Linked DNA regions of Zea mays: region 1 is linked to region 2. The links are chromatin contacts, called in public Hi-C maps. All regions are on one chromosome and are shown on one strand. The core of a region is the stretch at or near the end of the contact, and the rest is flanking DNA. Distances in the headings are between cores, read along the strand shown.

Region 1 (5,461 bases), core at 2,410-4,909, 220 kb before region 2:
CTCCGGCTACGCCGTCTTCCTGGGCGCCAACCTTGTCTCTTGGGCCGCCAAGAGGCAGCCCGTCGTCTCTCGCTCCAGCGCTGAGGCCGAGTACCGTGCCGTGGCCAACGGCGTGGCCGAGGCCTCCTGGCTGCGCCAGCTCCTCCACGAGCTTCACAGTCCCCTCCAGCGCGCCACCCTCGTCTACTGAGACAACGTCAGCGCGGTCTACCTCTCCACCAACCCCGTGCAGCATCAGCGCACGAAGCATGTGGAGATCGACCTCCACTTCGTCCGCGAGCGTGTCGCTGCCGGTGACGTCCACGTTCTCAGCGTCCCCACCACGCTTCAGTTCGCCGACATCTTCACCAAGGGGTTACCGTCGAGTGTCTTTTTAGACTTCCGATCCAGTCTCAACATCTGTACAGGATAGAGTTGTGACTGCGGGGGGGTGTTAGACTACCCGTCTAGGGTTTGTGTTATTCCCTGTGTAATGACTGTTATACCCCTGTGTAATGGGCCTTGGCCCAGTTACTCTCTCTATTTAATATCACTCCCAACCCCTGATTAGGGCATGGGTTCTCATTTCAACAGGAAGGGCTCCGTGTCCTCCTGAAATTTCAATCGTCCATCATCAATGGCCGATTGAATTTGTCGTCGGAACACATTACAATCATTAGTGGCATGGGAAAATGAGTTGTGCCACTTGCAGTATGCGCGACGCTTTAGTTCGTCGGCAGGTGGAACGATATAATCAATTTTAATGTTACCATTTTTTAGTAATTCATCGAATATCTTATCACATTTGCCGACATTAAATGTAAACTTAACCTCCTCCTGTCGTTCCTTTTGAACTGACTGCAAGGAGGAGCAAGCCGAAGATTTGGCCTGATCGGGCCAAACTATTTCGGCAGTGTAAACTTTCTTTGGTTCATCGTCCGAACTACTTTGATTGTGTTCTACTATAGGGACATTATGATGAACCGTTCTGACTAGTTCTTTGCTTCGGCTTTCACAAGCCGAAGCTCTCTGATGTAATTGTGCTAGAGTAAAGAACTGGATGCCTTCTAATCTCTCTTTTAAATAATAGCGCAATCCATCAAAGGCTATTCCCGCCAGTTGTTTATCTGTTAAATGAATTTGAAAGCATCGGTTTCTCGTATCCTGGAATCTCCGGATATAATCACTAACCGATTCATCTTTTTCTTGTCGTAGGGTCACTAAGTCTACTAAATCTAGCTCATAATCACCAGAGAAGAAATGTTCATGAAATTTTTGCTCTAAGTCTCCCCATGACAAAATGGAATTAGGAGAGAGCGTGGCATACCATGTGAATGCAGTCCCTGTTAAGGATAATGAAAATAAACGCACACGGAATGCTTCGGTGTCGGCCAATTCTCCTAATTGTGCTAGGAACTGGCCTATGTGCTCACGCGTGCTTTTTCCTTGGTCACCCGAAAACTTTGCAAACTCGGGTATCCTGGTTCCCTGTGGGTATGGGTGGTGATCAAATCGGCTGTCATAAGGCTTCCGATATGATTGCCCCCCAGGGATCATGCTTACTCCGAGCTTATCTCGGAACGCCCCGGCTATTTCTTCCCTCACTATACCAATGGCAGCCGGTGCAAGACCACCGGCTCTCTGGTCAAACATAGGTGGGGTTGGTTGCATGTTAGTATGTTGTCGTTCCCCCCATTGGTTTGAGCTACGTGGTGCATTTCCATTTGCCCTATATGGCTCATATGTTTGATCGTTTCTTTCCGGCCTTCTAGGTGGGGCCGGAAAGCTTTCCTGGGCTCTGGATCCTGAATTAATGGGCTGGTGCATTGCATAATGTGATGGGAAGTGTTGCTGGGACGGGCGAGGATTCAGGTAATAATCCCCCTTAAAAGACTCATGCGCGGACTGTCCGGATACGTACCCAGAACGTCCGTGATTATATGCGGATCGTCCGTCGTTGTATGCGGACCGTCCGACTGGATAGTTTAAATTCGGTGCCCTATGTGGTGGCTCGGGTGTGGCTGACCCAGACGGTCTGCGCTCGCGAGCGAACGGTCCGAACATGTGTAGATCGGCTGGTTTACTGCCGATTTGCGTTTGCTCAGGGTACGTGTCCATCGGCATCCCATAAGGGGGTTGTGACTGGTCGTGACAACCTTTAACCGATGTATTACGTGTATTATCTCCTAATTCAACCTCGTGTGAAGGAAAATTTGCTATACTAGATTTATCAAATGCACGTACTAGTCTCCTACAATCGTTTTGCATAACCCTTATGATATTTTGCATCTGTTCTCGCTGTTCGTCTATGTAAGCTTTAAGAGATTGGAGTTCGTTGGTGCTACTTACATTTGGGGTAATCGTAGTAGGTCGGAGCGAAGCCAGATCTGTCGCCCGTTGTCGAACGACTTTGTTGTTCCTGTCCACTTTGAAGTCAGCCAGGAACTTCGCCTTTGCTTCTTGGATCAGCTGCTCCTGGCGCTCCTCGAACAGGAGCTGTTCTTCAGCCGGCAAGGCTTCCCATGTCGGTGTGATGATATTGCTGGTGGAAACCTCAGAGCTATCTTTTGAACCGGCCATTGAGGTCCGATTTAATAGGTCTATATGTGTTGTCCCCAGCAGAGTCGCCAAAAAGTATGTTGACGCCTTTTTGGAGCGCCAAACACTTAACAAGAACCGTGGCGGTGCCTTCTGCACAGGGGCGGACGGTCCGCGCGCAGGGGCCGGACGGTCCGCGGCCTGGTGCGAGGCGCGGTGGTGCTCTCTGCGCAAGGGCGGACTGTCCGCGGCCTGGGGCCGGACTGTCCGCGGCCTGGTGCGCGGCTAGGGCTCCTGCCTGACGGCCGGACGGTCCGCGCGTACGCAGGGACGGCGGAAGATCGCCGACGGCGCCTGGATCTCGCTCCCGGGAGGGACCCCGTCGGGGAGTAGAGATCCTAGGTGGTGTCTAGGCTCGGGTAGACCGACCTAGACTCCTCTAATCGACGTAGAGTCGAGGAGAGGCGGAGAATTTGGGGATTGAGAGGCTAAACCTAAACTAGACTAGAACTACTCCTAGGATAAAATGCGAATAAAAGTTGTATTGATTCGATTGTTGATCACAAATCGGCCGTATACCTCTCTATTTATAGAGGAGGGGGGCTGGACCCTTTACAAACTAATTTCCGAGCTTATCCCATAATTTTAGCTAACAATCATAGCACAAAACTCGGAACCCTAATCTGTTCTGCGCACGCGCGGACCGTCCGGCGCACAGGCGCGGACCGTCCGGACCGCGGACCGTCCGGCCTCAGGGCCGGACAGTCCGCCGGCTCATTTTGGTGTCAAACAAACCCCATCACCTTCATGTTTCCCAACACCCATGTGGGGTGTTCACTGTCCACAAACTTGGAGCAAAAAAACTTTTGCCTTCAAGCGCCGTAACCGACAAAGAAAGTTCATGTTGTTGCTTTTTCTTATTTTTTTTTCAAACAAGGTCGATATTACCTTGTTCCGCTCGCAAAATAGTGGTGCGGAGCGGAAGAACCACTGGTGCCGCTAACTAGTGGTCCTGCCTCGCTCAGAGACCGTTTTTGCAGCAGTGATGAAGATTACCTCAGGAAATTCACCAAAACCAGACCTCGGCCTATTTAAACCTCAGCTGGGAGAGCTGGCATCCTGCCTGAGGCCTGAGCTGCCTCCATATTTGCATTCTTCACCCTCGCTTCACGTCACCACCATTGCCATCCAAGAACAAATTAAGCGGGACACTGGAAACAAAGAGAGACATGGGCCTTCGCGGCGGAGCTCTTGCCCTGCTTCTGCTCCTGTTCGTCCACGGAGGCCAGCGAGCAGCAGAGGCCGGCGGGGACGCGTTCGTGAGGGTCCAGGGCACCCGCTTCGTGCAGGACGGCAAGCCGTTCTTCGCCAACGGGTTCAACGCCTACTGGCTCATGACATTCGGCGCCGACCCCGCGCGGAGGGGCAAGGTCACCTCGGCGCTCAGCCAGGCCGCCGGCGCCGGCCTCTCCGTGGCCAGGACGTGGGCGTTCAGCGACGGCGGCGGCGGCGGCGGCAGCGCGCTGCAGTACTCTCCCGGCCGCTACAACGAGAACACCTTCCAGGTCATCATACTCTTCATTTCCCTTGTGCCGACGACTCGTATTCTTGAGATGTTCTTGCTATTTATCTGCGTTGTTTCTTTCTTGCTGAGCTGACGCGTTGCCGGTTTATTTTCCCATCTGCTGACTGCTGTTCGTTCAGGGGCTGGATTTCGTGCTGTCTGAGGCAAGGAAGCATGGGATTAAGATGATTCTGAGCCTCGTGAACAATTACGACAGCTTTGGAGGGAGGAAGCAGTACGTGCAGTGGGCGAGGGAGCGGGGGCAGACCATTGGATCTGACGATGAGTTCTTCACTAACCCCTTTGTAAAGGGCATCTACAAGAACCATATCAAGGTAAGTGAGTGAAAATGAGAGTGAGATCTAGTGTGTGCGCTGCAAACCATATTAATTTTGTTTCGTTAAGAACCATAGTAGTTTGCGCCGTTTCGTTAGTTGAAGCTCATTTCTGCTCACGAGACACTAGTCAGTCGGAGGAGAGTCTTACTCTTACCTGTTTCAAAAGATGATACTCTCTCCTTTAAGAAGTGCAATTCTAGATTTGAACGAAATTAAAAATAATTCGAACTAATTTTATAGAAAATAGCATCTAATTTATATACCCAAAATATATTCCTTGTTTTTTTAACTATTATACATTAATTGTTTTTTTATTTTTTTATTTTTCGAAGGGGAGGAATTCCCGCACCTGATATATTGCAAATTATACATTCCTTGTTGAGTCTTTTCGTTGAACTGAAATCTTTGCCTTCACATTGGTTTTTGAAAAGAGAAATTATTTCTTGTTGGTCAAGGAAATAAAAAAATCATAAATGTGTGGCATTACCATTTTCCTCGTTTTGATCTGCGAACCACCGCGCGGCAAAATATTTAAACTTCAGGAGATGGGAGGTGCTATGTTCGAGGTCACAACAAAGGATAGAGTAGTTTTTTTCAGGGAGCCATGCACCTACAGCATCTTCCTTTTTTTCGATTCCAAACCCTATACATCATACATGTACTGCTCCCTCCCAAAATATAGTTTTTTTAGTTATTTATCAAATAATAATAAATAAAGACGTACATGGAAACCACATTTATATATTATTTAATATATATTTAATTAGTTTAAAACGAACTATAGTTTAGGACAAAGCTAATATTTTGGTTTCCAAGTTACAGTTTTAGGCTAGCTCCAGCAAGGAACTTTAAAGGGTTATGTACCCTAAATATAGAGGATAAAACGGTCCTCTACGCTTTCCAGCAGGTTCCTCTAAACGGTTCTCTAAATTTAAAGGACGCTGCTGGATTCTATATATATAGAGTTTCTCTAAACGGTCCTCTATCCATTTGAATAATTTAAATAACCGGTTTAGCAAAACTAAAATATGTACAATACATT
Region 2 (5,297 bases), core at 16-2,515:
AGCCAACCCACCTTTGTTCGGACCAGAAAGGCTTTGTTGTTGTTTGACAAAACTTAAGACCCAAACAACCAGAGCTCTTAGAGCCTCTGTTGCATTCACCCAATAGCTTCACCTTTCCTTGCCTTCTCACCAGTTGAGCCATTTTCTTTGCATCTCCCAAATGTTCATGTGTTTTGTCATCCTTCAGCTAATCCAATCCATTCTACAATGCCTAAACACGCAATAGAAAAAAAAAACTATCCTATTTCCTTATGCAAACATCTAAGTCTGACAGATCCATAGTTACTGCAGCTCTAAACAGTTTAAGCCATCAAACATTGTGAACACAAAAGGGAACATAGTGTGATGGCAATAACAGGAAGAAACTGATCCAGTTCATTTGAGTTCATTAATAAAAACAAACATATGCTCCTTCTTACAGTTTCGGAAGCTTAACAGTAACCCGCCAAAATGGTAAAAAAATTACCTAGTTTCATTTTCTGCAATTACTGAGTCACAAAACTCACAAATGAACTGAGAATCATAAGTAACAAGCACTGAGAAAAGTACTGAATTTCACACTGCAAACAATTCTAAAAACATCCAAACCAATGGCCTAAACGAAATATTCGCAAAATCAATCGAATCCGAAATGGGGATTCCAGTCAGTCCGCCACTGTCAGGCTGCCGCTACCGGCCTAGCGTGAACCACAGTCGCCCCAGAATACTGGCTGAGCAATAGCAAATCGCCACAAATCTCCAAGTAGACCCGACGCTATAGACAACTTCTCAGCGCGCACTCACGCGCACTCATCCAATCCAGTTAGACACGAAAACATCATGCATTAACGACCGAGCCTGCACACGAAACGGTGAGGAAAAGGGGAGTGACAAGAGATGGGACCTTGGGAGAGGAGGCGGCTGACCGCCTCGTCCGGGTCCATGTTGCACTCCCGCAGCGCTGCGTAGATCTCCGCGTCGGGGCGGTTCACGATCTCCTTGAGCCCCTGCACGAGCTTCCTCGCGGACGCCGGCACGGGCCCCGACGGTCCCCTGGCTCCCCCTCCACCGCCGCCGCTGCTCATCCTCACCGGAATCCCTCTCCGGGAACTCCCCGCCGACGATGACGCCGACGCCGACGCCAAAGCTGGCTCCCGCGAGGCGGCAAATCGCTGACCGTGCGAGCGGTAGTGCAGGTGCAGCGGTGTCGCCTCCCCGCTTCGGCTCGGGCCTGGGCTTTTTCGCGTCTGCTTTTGCGGCTCTGCGCCTGGCCGCCTGCTCCTTCCCCACCCAAGCAACGCAGACGGCGGCCAAATTCCAAGATCCTCCCTACCTCGCCCTCGCCTTGCTTTATATGTGGGCTGCGGCCGAGAAGAGATGGATTAAAAATAATTTCTCAAATTTGTCCGCGCAACCCCCACTCTCTTCCTCCCTATCCACCCCGTGTACACTTGTCGCTGGCACGTTGATCGACTGAGTTCACACGCCCACGCTGACATATCAGGCCCACTCTTCTCGGGCCCATACGTGGTCACCGTGCTTCAGTGGGTACGTCTGCGTCACGTAGGTGTAACATGCAGTGGATTGCCTCAGCGGAGCGGTGCACTCTCGCAACGCAAACAAGTTCTACCTCGAGGCTTTACCACGTGGGGAAATTACTCCTTGACCCTACGTGTAATACAGTGTCCGACCAGCGCGGCGATGTATATATTACCTATACATGTGGGCCAGCCGCCGGACTAGATACGGCACACGCCGACAAAGACCCATACCCTACTACTCCTTAAGACCCTAACGTAGACGTCCACAGTCATGTTGGCACACGGTTGCCATATCGCGCCGCGGACCCTCCTCTCTTCTGCTCCCCACCATCACCGCTGATCCGCCCTCACCTCCCATCCCCCGCCAATCTCGGCGTCTGCGCCCTCTCGTCCGCGGCCCACATGCTCCGTCCTCGCCCCCATCCCCCGCCAATCTCGCCGTCGGCGCGCCGCTCGCCATCCCCGCAGGCCATCATTGCGTGCGCGCCCATGCCCCGCCTCCATAGCCCCTTTCATCGGCGCCAGATCCGCATTCGCCTCCGCCTCCGCCTCAGATCCCTACGGTGCGATGCGAGGGAACGGCCCATGCCCCACGCCCCGCCCCGTCCACATGAACGCCCCTGCGTGCCCCCGCCTTCCACCGACCGCGATTGCAGCAGTAACGTGCCCCCATCCTCTCCCCGCGTGCACCGCACCCATCCCTGTGCCCCTTCCAAGCTCGGTGTTGACTACCATTGATGGCGCCCAGCCTACCCTCGCCCTCGCCCCTGCCTCGGCGTCCCCCTCCATGCCATCCTCGCCCACACGCCTCAGCGCAGGTCTTCGACCACCGCTACTTCTTCCCCCCACACCCAGTCTTCGGATCTTGCGCGGACAGGAAGGGCATGTGGGTGTCGCCGCCGCCGCCGTTCTAGGGATGGCAGGGCGGGTAGAGGCGACTGGCAAGGTCAGCTGTGTCGGCAAGGAGCGCCTCGTGGTTCCCTGCACGAACTCGCTAGAGTCACGCTCGACAGCCTGGGCCAAGTTCATGGCGATGTGGGTAGAGTACTTCCTTTGTGTTGTATTCTCCACGTTTGTGCCCTCGCCGAGACAGTCGATGTGCGCTGTATTCCCCGAATCCTCGCCCCGCCCGCCCTTGAAGCAGGCCATCCTGGCCGCTATTGCTGTTGCGACGACTCTCTCCGTCCTATTCATCTTGTCCTTCACCGACACACTGACCTTGACGGATACATTGTCCTTCCTGGGGTTTCGGACCCGGGACGACGATAATAGGGACAGCAACCGGAGGTACCTTTACTGGGGAAGTCACGAAGACTGCCCCGGCAAGCACTGCGGCTCCTGCGCGGGCCTCACTGAGATTATGTTGCCTTTGTGTTTACTTGCAGGTAATTTGTAATCTGCAAACTGCATTTGCTGATCGACCTGAAGTGCTGATAATGGTTGTTGCACTGTCTGGGAGTTTTGAGTCATTGTATAAGACAGAGGTTCGTTATTTTTGTCTGTCCCTGTAGGATCTTGCATTTTATGTTCAGGGATGTGTGATTTTACATTTTAGCTTACTATATTCATAAGAACCTTTCATTATGGTATTGTTAATGTGTCTTAAAGCTTAGTTTTGCACCAGGAGTCCAGCCTCTGCTATGCCCTCAAGGTGGCCCTCTTCCTCGATAGGTAATTTGTCGTCATGGCTTCACCCCTCTTCTCTTCTCCTGCATTGATCAAGGTCGCTAGGTGACCCTGGGTGTCTAGAAATGGTTGCCCGGTGGTTAAAGATGATCGTGTAGATTGAATTCCAAATTGTGTCAACCTGATAGGAAGTTATTGGGGGGAGATAGGAAGCACCAAAGCAGATTGGATGAGAACAAGGGCTCTATTATTCTTAATTTCACCAATTTGTGTGCAATGTGGAATTATGCTAATGTGCAATGGCCCCATTCTGTAGGGTGCTTGTCATGCCTGCAAAGATGTGCCTTAGTTCAGTGCACAATACAAAGGACCACCTTCATTCAAGCATTGCAACTTCATAACAAAAGGTTTTGCTTCTTAACAAATTCAAGTCTTGCATTTGCACATTGTTTTTTGTCGAGTCAAAAAATATCCTAATAATACTTAAACTCCACGTCTTTGCAGGTGGGAAAGGGTTCTTGTGCAATGGAATCGTTATATGATATCAACCTCATATAACGATACAGGTCCGTCCTCATATATCTTGTGCAGGTGGGAAAGGGTACTTGTTTTTTTTCTGAAGCTTCTTCTCTAAAGCCTGCCGATCACACCTGCAGATTTCAGAATCAAGTAGGATTTGTGGCAGCACGGAGTTTTAACTGGAGCACATCGACCAAATCGTTCTTTATCTGGTAGTGGCAGGCCTTTTGTCATGTTTGCATGTTGCAACAATTACTCTTCAACCGACTCTGATAGGGAGCGCCCACACAAGAAGCGAGGTGAGATGGCGGGTTTGGTGAATTGTATTTCTGTATTTCTGTATTTCTGTATTTTTTTAAATTTTGTTCATACTACTATGTTTGATCTGTGCTATACTGCTATGGTAGGACAATTATCTCATTCTATTTGCTGAAACTTCCCAGCAACAGTTTCCATATCCATAGTACATTTATTGATTGGTGACTTATGGCCACCAAAATCTTAATCCAAGTTAGTTGTAATTGCACTCTTAGATGTGCCTCCACTGCTGTGGGGGATAGATATCCCCCGGGTCCACTAAAGAAATAAAAGATCTCCCGAAAGGCCCAAGGGCCCAATAAATCGTAAGATCGTTCTTTCGTGGGCCTGGGGAAAGACGATCAACAAAGCGGAGAAGACGTAAGGCTGGATTGGAGCAAACCCGGACGGCCCACAACGTCGAACAAGTAAATCCCAACGGAGACCCGACTTTCCCGCGCTGAAGCCCCCATGCAATGGAGCCATGCGAGGATAAGTCGGCGAGGGTTACGTAGGGATAAACTCAAGAGATTCACTACCCTTCAGCCACTTGTTGTTATCATATCCATGTGTACTGCCCCACGGTCGAGTATATAAGGCCTAGGGGGCACCCCTTCAGAACAATCGACCCTATCCTACTTAGCCACCCACGTAAACTCTCTGTGCCTTCAACCCAGAGAGCCCTCTTGTAACCACATCCGAATTCTCACCAGGACGTAGGGTGTTACACATCTCTAAGCGGCCCGAACCTGTAAATCTTGTCCACTGTCTCTCGTGCGATCGGCACGAACCATTTTGCTACAGTCGTTGACACCGTCCTACTCCTAGAAAACACCTTGAGGGGCAACCCCGGGTGTGCGGTCGGACCCAAAACACCGACAGCTGGCGCGCCAGGTAGGGGGTGTGTCGACGATCCAAGCTAGCTCAATGGCCGTCACCTTCTACAGCAAGATCAACATGCGTCCCGGATCCGTGTTCCGCTTTGGGACGATCTCGTCTGTAGCGGATGAAGAGGGAATTTTGCACCGTATCGCGGATCCGCCAGAAAAGAAGTCTCCTCCAACAAACCCCGAAAATGCCGGAAAAGCGCAACTTCCTGCTCTTCGGAGAAAGATCATCTCCGGAAAGGCTGGAGCTGGAAACTCGCTGATCCGGAGGACTCCACTGTCTACTTCCCCGACGAAAGAGTGGACACGGGTCGCGAGGAGGAAGGAGACCAGGGAAAGGCAAGTCGTTCTTTCCGTTACTCCGGCCTCAAAGGAGAACGAAAAGAAAGTCGCCGCGACAGCAACACCATTCTACCCCGACGTCCTCTTCATCGGGAGGGTGGAGTCG

What was found. A called contact is a pair of places that touch in the nucleus more often than the background predicts.
Region 1: a Hi-C map of leaf shows a contact between it and region 2, with 5 times the contacts expected there. The contact joins the promoter of LOC100279398 here to the promoter of LOC100191159 in region 2. A contact is called at or near these places in 2 of 25 Hi-C or Micro-C datasets (leaf and tassel).

What each region holds. Positions count from the first base shown.
Region 1 is chr3:217,123,233-217,128,693 of Zm-B73-REFERENCE-NAM-5.0, reverse strand. LOC100279398 reads left to right here and starts at 3,659. Exons shown (of 3, transcript NM_001152410.1): 1 at 3,659-4,082; 2 at 4,222-4,416. The coding sequence starts at 3,747.
Region 2 is chr3:216,901,892-216,907,188 of Zm-B73-REFERENCE-NAM-5.0, reverse strand. LOC100191159 (GBF-interacting protein 1) reads right to left here and starts at 1,265. Exons shown (of 10, transcript NM_001358427.1): 1 at 884-1,265. The coding sequence starts at 1,064.